Linked DNA regions of Sus scrofa: all the other regions are linked to region 2. Evidence: chromatin contacts called from public Hi-C and HiChIP or PLAC-seq data. All regions are on one chromosome and are shown on one strand. Each heading gives the region's core, a stretch centred on a gene start, on an enhancer-like site or on the middle of the called end of the contact. The rest is flanking DNA. Distances are from core to core; before and after follow the strand shown. Region 1 overlaps BCL2 (apoptosis regulator Bcl-2). Region 2 holds the start of BCL2 (apoptosis regulator Bcl-2). Region 3 overlaps BCL2 (apoptosis regulator Bcl-2).

Region 1 (2,700 bases), core at 154-2,653, 170 kb after region 2:
ACTCTCCTGCTGTCGAAAGCTGCAGCAAGTACACGAGAGGCTCACACCGCAGTTCTGACAGCGCAGGCCTGCATAGTATTTTAGCTTTGAAACTCCTCAGCACCATATAAAAAATGTTTGGTTCCTGAATGAATCAGCAAGTCAAAGATGAGATTTCGAGGTCTCGTAGAGATCTGGCCTTTCTTCTGTGTTGTTTTGGTTTATTGTAGGAACCTGATGAACCACATGGCACAATTATTTGTTTATTTTTTTTAGCACATTTTGCTGTAGATGCATTGCTTTGCACCATTTCCACAGACGTCTTTTGAAGTTCTGGACTGTTCTCGCCTCCTGGCAGGAGGGACCTAAGCTACAGGTGGCCAAGTCCCCACTCCCTGTAGTATTTGCATAGCTAGTGCAAGGACTAAAGATCTGTCACTGAGCTTCCCTCGGGGTCGCAGCGCCCACCCCAGCCCGGGGGGCGGGGGGCAGTTAGACTAGCAGAACTGCCCAGATCCTGCCTGTGCTGGCTGCCTCTGGCTCAGGTCTCCTCCAGCAGGTGGACAGGACCAGCGGCCTTTGACCTGGCTCAGTGGCCACAGGGTCCCCAGAGCAACAGACGCCTTTGCAAATTAGTTTCAAACTGCGGAGGAGAAAAGGAAGGAACCGTTGGGGTTCTCATTTTTCTGCCCTCCCAAGCTCCAGAGGCCCACCCCCTCCCCACCTGATTTGCATCCTCAGCTCAATTTGCATCACAAAATACACCCAAACTTCCCTGGACCCGCTGCCGTAGGCGGGCAAGTTGTGTTTTTTTGTTTTGTTTGGGTTTTTCATCTCCTGCCATTTCTCTAGCAGGTTTCTGGTTACATCCAGATGACACTTAGATTAGGTTTCACTTTACGTCCTTGGCCTGTGATTCAACTAGCCCCTCCTCCTGGGCCAGAGCCCCTGCAAGATCAAGCCCCATCCCCGGGCCATGGCTTGGGAGGCAGCCCTGCAGGCCATCCTGCTTCTCACACTCACTCGCGCCTCTTCACGACCCGTAGGCCCTGCAGCTGTGTGTCCTTCAGCGAGACACTCCAGGGTTGGAGCCTTTTTTTTCTTTTTTTCTCTTTCCTTTTCCCCCAAACCCGGAATCAATATTTTGGGAGTAAAGGTGGGGAAGGGAGGGGGGAGAAAGAGCCACAGGAGACAGAGGTTAGCAGTCACCCAAAGTGGCTCAGTTCTCCAGACGGAACCCTCCAGACTCATTCAGCACAAAGTGGCTGCAGAGGAAATCCTGCCGGGCCAATGATAAGGGGGGAAATGGAGTCACTTCCTTACCAGCTGCTTTATTCAGGTAGGAAAAAAAAGTCCTCACTTCCTCGCGTGTGCTCCGCTGGCCACCACTCTTGGCGGCCCAGCCGCCTGCTTCCCCTTTTGATCTCTGCCACGGCTGGTGTCCAGAGAGTCACTGCCTCCCGGGCTTCAGGAGAGCCCTCTGTGTGTGTCCGCCTTCTCCCCTCCACTTCCTTTTTTCTCAATCTCTCCACACTCCCTCTTCTCCCAGTGGTTGCACTGCAGTTGCTGTGTGCCGTTGGAGAAACCCTAGATAGTACTTATTGGGAATGAGTGTCACACCCTTGCTGGAATCCAAGACTAGTGATCACTGGTGGTCCTTATGTTCCCATGAATGTCCAGGAGCGGCTGGAGGCCTTTGATCACCTCTCCTGCCCTATACAACAGGGCACCACCGCTGCCTCTCTGGTCAATGCCTAAGCTTATTGCTTTTGTATCTCCAGGCAGCAGTCTCCGTCTTTATAACCCGGTAGGAATCTCCCTGACAGAGGGATAAAGGGCCCGGTGAGTCTGAAAAATACCCCACAGCTTATCCCTCCCTTGGAGACTCACAGGGCGTATGGGTGGGCCTGCTGTTCAAAATGATTAACCACCAACATGGCACAGATGATGACCAGTCAGATCCAGCACTGACGGCCAAGAACTGGCTGAATGTCAGTTCCTCACCAGGAAGACAGTAGAGTCTGGGAAAAAAAAAAAAAAAAAAAGGCATGGATTTGTTTAAGCCAATCATTTATTCCCTTTGGACAGACTTCTTTTAAAAAATATCATCTATTGAAGTTCCCATTGTGGCACAGTGGATTAAGAATCCGACTGCAGCAGCTCAGGTTGCTGCAGAGGCATGGGTTCAATTAATCCTGGCCTGGCACAGGAAGGTTAAAGGATCCAGTGTTGCCTCAGCTGTAGCTTGGATTCATTCCCTAGCCCGGGAACTTCCATGTACTGTGGGAGCCATCATAAAATTAAAAAGAAAAAATCATGTATCATGGTGTGTTTGGAAGAACTATTTTATAGTAAAAGAAATCAGTGTATTTCAGTTCCACAAACATTTGCTGAGTACCTAATAAGTGAGAGACACATGCTCCAAGGATCCAAAGACAAATAAACTATATGGTCCTTGCACCTCCAGGTTCTAATAGATAAAGACAGACCTGTAAACAGATGATCTTCAGATAACACAGTGAACAGGGACTAGCTGAGGATTATTTAGCTCAGCCCAGGGGCTAGGAAAAAGCTGCCTGCAGAACATGATTGCACTGAAATTCCTGAATGAACCAAAATGGACTTATGAGCGACAGAACTGAGCAGGAAGCTAGGTTGAAGCAGGGCATCTGGAGCCTAGGATGTCAAGAGTTTGGACTTAAGCATGGAGATAACAGACTT
Region 2 (2,700 bases), core at 191-2,690:
TTTGATTTTAGATTAGGAATGAGACAAAATAAAGGTAGTGTGAGAACATATTTGTACTTGTGGCAGTACTCACGTGTCATGTTTCTATGATCACAACAATCCAGTATCCCTATATGTTTGTTCTTGAGTTCTATTAGGTAAGCTACCCTGCTATTTGTAAATTTTTCTTGGTGCTTTATTTGTCAAAGACTCTTAGAGATAAAAATAAACACATGCCACTTGTTTGCTCTTTGTGCCTTTCTCCTGGGGGCTGTTCATGCTTGTGAATAAAAAAAAATGTGTATATAGTGCGTGTGCGAGTCTGTGTTTGTGTATAAATAACTCGAGAAGGTGCAGCTATCTAGATTGGCTGCTAGGTGGCCGTGGACCCACTTACCCTGGTTTGGGGGCTTGGGGCCTTAAGGTAGCCCTGTAGCCTCCCACGGTAGCGTGGCGGGCAGCCCCTAACCCAGTGCCCAGACTGTTAGTAGAGGAAAAACATTGACTTAACCACTTGAAAGCCCTTGGTATATACCCCACTAATCCCTCTGCCGGGCCACTGAGAGCTATGTCTGGCTTTGGTCATGGATGGTGTCACCGAAGTGTATTCTCTGCGTGGACACCTAGGAAGCAACTTGAAAGTAAACACACGCTTGGGGCTTCCCTCGCTGATGAATGTGCAGCAGCGTCGCCTCCGTTCGGAGGGCAGCGCTGAGGTCTCTTTGCTTCGGTCAGCATCTGCCAAGCGCTGGTGTGTACACACACAGGGGCTGCTGTGTGTACACACACACAAGGGCTTGTGTGTACACACACACACACACACACACACACACACACACACGGGAGCGCGCGCGCGGTTAGGGCCGAAGTGATTACTGGCGCTTGTTTTCTTGGCGCCCACCCCCGTCCCCTAGCAGCCACCCATCCGGCCGCGTGCGGTTCCCCCGGCGGCCCTGGCCGCTCGCCGGGCCCTCCGAAGGCCCGAAGAGGCCCCGCGCACACCCACCGCGCCGCGGCCGCGCGGGAGGCCTGCGCCGCCCGCGCCACCCACCGGCTGGGCCCAGCGGGCAGGCTGAGCGAGCGGGCGGGCGGGGGCTGTCCCGGGCTCGCCCTCCCCGGCCGCGGCCCTGCGCGCCATGTGTCCCCGCGGGGCGCGCCGCTCCAGAGCCGGCCGCGGCTCCTTTAACCCAGGGAAGGGGAGCGGGGCGGAGGGGGCGGAGGGGGCGGTGGGGCGGCTCCGAGGAGGGCTCTTTCTTTCTTCTTTTTTTGAATGAACAGTGTGACGTACATACAGGAAACCAGTCGGTTAGAGGAGAATGAAGTAAGAGGCCAGCCCCCCCGGCCCCGCGCCCGCCCCCTTCCTCCCTGCGCTGGCCCCCGCCCGCCGGGCTCCCGCCCGCCAAGCTCGGTTTCCCCGCCGAGCCGCCGCCGCTGCCGCCGCCGCCGCCGCCGCCGCCGCTGCCAGCGAAGGTGCCGGGAGCCGAGCCCTCCCCGCCGGCGCGGCCGTCATCGCCCTGAGCGGGAGCGCGGGGGAGGCGGGCGCAGCCAGCTCTGCCGCGCAGGAGCAGGAGGAGGAGAAAGGGTGCGCAGCCCGGAGGCGGGGTGCGCCGGTGGGGTGCAGCGGAAGAGGGGGTCCAGGGGGGAGAACTTCGTAGCAGTCATCCTTTTTAGGAAAAGAGGGAAAAAATAAAACCCTCCCCCACCACCTCCTTCTCCCCACCCCTCGCCGCACCACACACAGCGCGGGCTTCTCGCGCTCGGCACCGGCGGGCCGGGTGCGTCCAGCCTTCATTTATCAAGCAGCTTTTCGGAAAATGCATTTGCCGTTCGGAGTTTAATCAGAAGAGGATTCCTGTCCCCGTCCCCGGCTCGTCCACCGGCCCCCGGTCCCTGTCTCTCTCCCGTGGAGGCGTGAAGCGGCCCCGCGGATAGAAATCCATGTCCGTGCCCGCGCGTGTGTGTGCGTGTGTAAATTGCCGAGAGGGGAAAAATCACAGGACTTCTGCAAATCCCGGACTGAAAATTGTAATTCATCTGCCGCCGCCGCTGCCTTTCTTTTCTCGTGCTCTTGAGATCTCTGGTTGGGATTCCTACGGATTGACATTTCTGTAAAGGAGAAGTCTGGGAATCAAACTGGAAATTCTCCTAATTTTTACACCTCCTCCCCCAGCTCCTGATTCATTTGGAAGTTTCAAAGCAGCTATAACTGGAGAGTTCTGAAGATTGATGGAATCTTTGCCTTATGCATTTGTTTTGTTTTCACAAAAAGGAAACTTGACAGAGGATCATGCTGTCCTTAAAAAATACAAGTAAGTTCTTTGCACAGAAAATTGGCTTAATGTAACTTTCAATGGAAACATTTGAGATTTTAACTTTTAAGTGCATTCGAGTAAGTTTAATTTCCAGGCAGTTTAATACATTCTTTTCAGCTGTGTAACTTGTAGTGTGTTAAGCCCTGCTTTCACCCAGTGTATAAAGGGAAATGCACCTGATTTTGACTGATTAGTTTTTTTAACCTTTCAGCATCACGGGGGAAGTAGACTGATATTAACAATAATTAATAATGTGCCTCATGAACTAAAGATCCGAAAGGAATTTAAATAAAAATTTCCTGCATCTCATGCCAAGAGGGAAACACCAGAATCAAGTGTTCCGCGTGACTGAAGACACCCCCTCAACCAAGAATGCAAAGCACATCCAATAAAATAGCTGGATTATAAC
Region 3 (2,700 bases), core at 23-2,522, 140 kb after region 2:
AAGTTTCTCTGAAAAGTGACTTTTTAACCATCAGCTCTCTTTGTCTTGGGCTTGAGTGAGGATCGTTTTTAGTGTACCTAACTGGGACGAGATGTCCTTGTGGAAGAGGGGTCCCTAAAAACACACAGCTGTTAACAGGAATATAGTATAATACCTAAGAGCACAGCCTGGAGCTGCATGACCTGAGCTTGATCCCAGCACTTTCTGACCACGTGTCTTTGGACAAGTTACCTGTTCTGCCGCAGTCTCCTCCTGTCGGAAATGGAGATAATAACAGTGCCAACTTCATACAGTATAAGGCCCAGATGAACTGCTGTTTGATAAATGCTTAGATCCATGCTCAAATGACATGCTGTGGAAGTGCCTGCTGTTGTCTAGGTTTGTCCTTTTGTTGCATGTTCAGTGCATGTATTCCTCTCCACATAGCCTCTAAGTACGAATGAATAGTAAGGTTTATCTCTCAGCTGACATGCAGTCACATTGAGTAGCGGGCTAAAAAATAGGTAAGGTAAGACTTTGCATACTACATTTTGGGGCAAACATAAAATATTTCTTTTACCTGGGAGGTTCGAGTCTCCCATTGCTATGGGGAGAAATACGTGAGTCCCCCTGCGGCCACCCCCCAAAGAATTTGCAGTCAAACTGGAGACACGCTTTTTTTTTTTTTTTGAAGTTTCCCTGAAAAGTGACTTTTAACCATCAGTTCTCCTTACCTTGGGCTTGAGTGAGGATCGTTTTTAGTATACCTAACTGGGACAAAATGCCCTTGTAGAAGATGGGTCCCTAAAAACACAGAGCTGCTAATAGGAATATAGTATATTATTATACATATCTTGTATCAAGGAGCAAAATGAAACTGGAGAACAGACCAAATGAAGTCTGGAAGGAGATCTGGAGGCGCAGATGCTGAGACAGCTTGCAAATAGTCAGGTCAAGCTTCATGGAAGGTTTTCAGATGGGATGAGCTGAGTCTTAAGATGATGGGTGATGGAAGTAACGAGGCACCGGAGGGGTGGAGCACTGGAGGGTGCTAAAGGGTGCTGGGGTGTCCGGAGGGAATGCCTGAAGCCCTGGGGTGGGGGTGATTCTCTCACTGCAGGGGCAAGGAAGACACCCCCAGGATGTGGCCAGGGAGAAATGGCACAGTTAACAGTGACAAAAAATAAAGCGAGAGAGCCCAGACTTCACACAGACTTCACACACAGAGTGTTTAGATTTGGTTTAATAGAAAAAAGGAAGTGAGAGGGAGGTAGGAAACACTATCTGGCGCACTTGGCAGCTGTGTCACCCGACGACGTCCCTCCTGCAGCCGTAGGGTCCCCGAGCCGGGCCTCGCATATCCTCCAGTGACGGAGGGGTGCAGACCGGCTGCAGAAATTAAAACACTTTAATATATGCGAGTTGTCCGGTCCAATCACAGCAGATGCCAGGAATGTTTTTCTGCTTTCAAAATGAAGTGCAGGTTGTTTGGAGGTGGTGAGGGCGTGATCCCATCTCCTCTGGGTCTGAATCTCTATGTCACAGGATGAGACAGAACTCAGACCTGTGTCTGTTTGGATGCATCCTCAGCGCACTAGGTTTTTAGGGGCTTTTCTCATAATTTCTTCATCCGAAGAGGTCGATTAGCTTGTTCTCCTGTCTCTTTCCTCCTCCGGTCTTTTATGTTCTCCTGTTGGATGGCAGCCTTCATTTCCTCCGGATGGGCCCATTCCAGGCTGGGGTAAGGAGAAGGCAGTCTCCAGGGCGGCTCATCTGTGTCATCACCCGGTCCCTGTGAAGTGGAGGGAAATAAACAGCACGTGGGAGGGGGGGAAATCTGTGTTCTAAGAACTGCTTTGGTTTACACATCTATAGATACACTCAACCGGCCCTGCGGGTCACATGGACCAGCTGCTGGAGCTGAGCATGAGTCACTTTTAAATTAGTCATAGAAAAAGAAATATGTTTCTAAAAGCCAGCACCGTTGGCTTACACATGCAGCCGGGGAGTGAGCAGGCAGCCTATAAAGCACTCAGGCCTCCCGTGACGACTGGCGTGCATGGTGCACTGGGTGGGGGGAATGGGTCCAGGTCTGGGAGCTCTCTGCCATCCTTGTATTTGGAGGTGAGAATCCTCATCAGTGGGAACCTCTGCCCTGGAGCAGTGGGTGCTGGGGTTTGATTTTCCATTTAGCCCCTCTTTCTCTTACAGCTTTGCTTTGTAATTGGCACAGGAACTCTTAAGGTCTTCAATAACACAGTCTAGCAGTGGGTACCAGACCCTCTGAGCCTGAAATAGGGGAGAAGAATGTCTGTTCAGCAAAAGGTCAGGAAGGGAGGGGCCGAGGAAAGGGGGTCCAGGAGCATCGTAGAGTACATGAACTTCAGCCGAGCCTTGAAGGGCTTAGTTTGTGGTGAAGAAGAAGGAATTCCATCCCAAGCAAAATGGAAAAAACCATCTGAGCAAAAAGAAAGCTTAAATGACAAAGGCCGCACCTTTGTTTTATCCGTGGGGAGTCTAAACTTTTCACACACACACACACACACACACACACACACACACACACACACACACTAGAGAGAAGACAAGAGAACAATCACCGAGGGGGGCCGAGGCACTGCTTACTAAATTGGTCCAAAGGAGGGATTTCACCAAATGCAAATGAACAAAGAACAATATGTGTGACTCAAAATATCCGTTATGCTCTTAATGTGAGAGGGT

The links. Hi-C and Micro-C count contacts between places; a contact is called where the count stands out from the background. HiChIP or PLAC-seq counts read pairs in DNA pulled down with a chosen protein or histone mark.
Region 1: a contact with region 2 is called in a Hi-C map of liver, with 2.1 times the contacts expected there. The contact joins the enhancer-like site here to the promoter of BCL2 in region 2. A contact is called at or near these places in 2 of 5 promoter capture datasets (fetal liver and liver), 31 of 47 Hi-C or Micro-C datasets (adipocytes, adipose tissue, alveolar macrophages and 17 more) and 2 of 2 datasets of contacts at active chromatin or transcription factors (alveolar macrophages and skeletal muscle).
Region 3: a contact with region 2 is called in an H3K27ac HiChIP or PLAC-seq map of alveolar macrophages. The contact joins the enhancer-like site here to the promoter of BCL2 in region 2. A contact is called at or near these places in 6 of 47 Hi-C or Micro-C datasets (blood, epiblast stem cells, fibroblasts and 3 more) and 2 of 2 datasets of contacts at active chromatin or transcription factors (alveolar macrophages and skeletal muscle).

The regions. Positions count from the first base shown.
Region 1 is chr1:158,505,283-158,507,982 of Sscrofa11.1, forward strand. The region is part of intron 1 of BCL2 (apoptosis regulator Bcl-2); the gene reads left to right. Among named protein-coding and RNA genes, the nearest start is that of BCL2, 170 kb to the left of the region's middle. Within about 2 kb of position 1,404, at least 30 of the 83 cell types and tissues checked have an H3K27ac peak or open chromatin away from gene starts, as enhancers often do. A contact at or near this core is called in adipose tissue, alveolar macrophages, epiblast stem cells and 4 more, where this site is marked.
Region 2 is chr1:158,335,963-158,338,662 of Sscrofa11.1, forward strand. BCL2 (apoptosis regulator Bcl-2) reads left to right here and starts at 1,441. Exons shown (of 2, transcript XM_021099593.1): 1 at 1,441-2,700.
Region 3 is chr1:158,480,884-158,483,583 of Sscrofa11.1, forward strand. All of the region lies in intron 1 of BCL2 (apoptosis regulator Bcl-2), which reads left to right. Among named protein-coding and RNA genes, the nearest start is that of BCL2, 140 kb to the left of the region's middle. Within about 2 kb of position 1,273, at least 35 of the 83 cell types and tissues checked have an H3K27ac peak or open chromatin away from gene starts, as enhancers often do. A contact at or near this core is called in alveolar macrophages, liver, omental adipose tissue and 1 more, where this site is marked.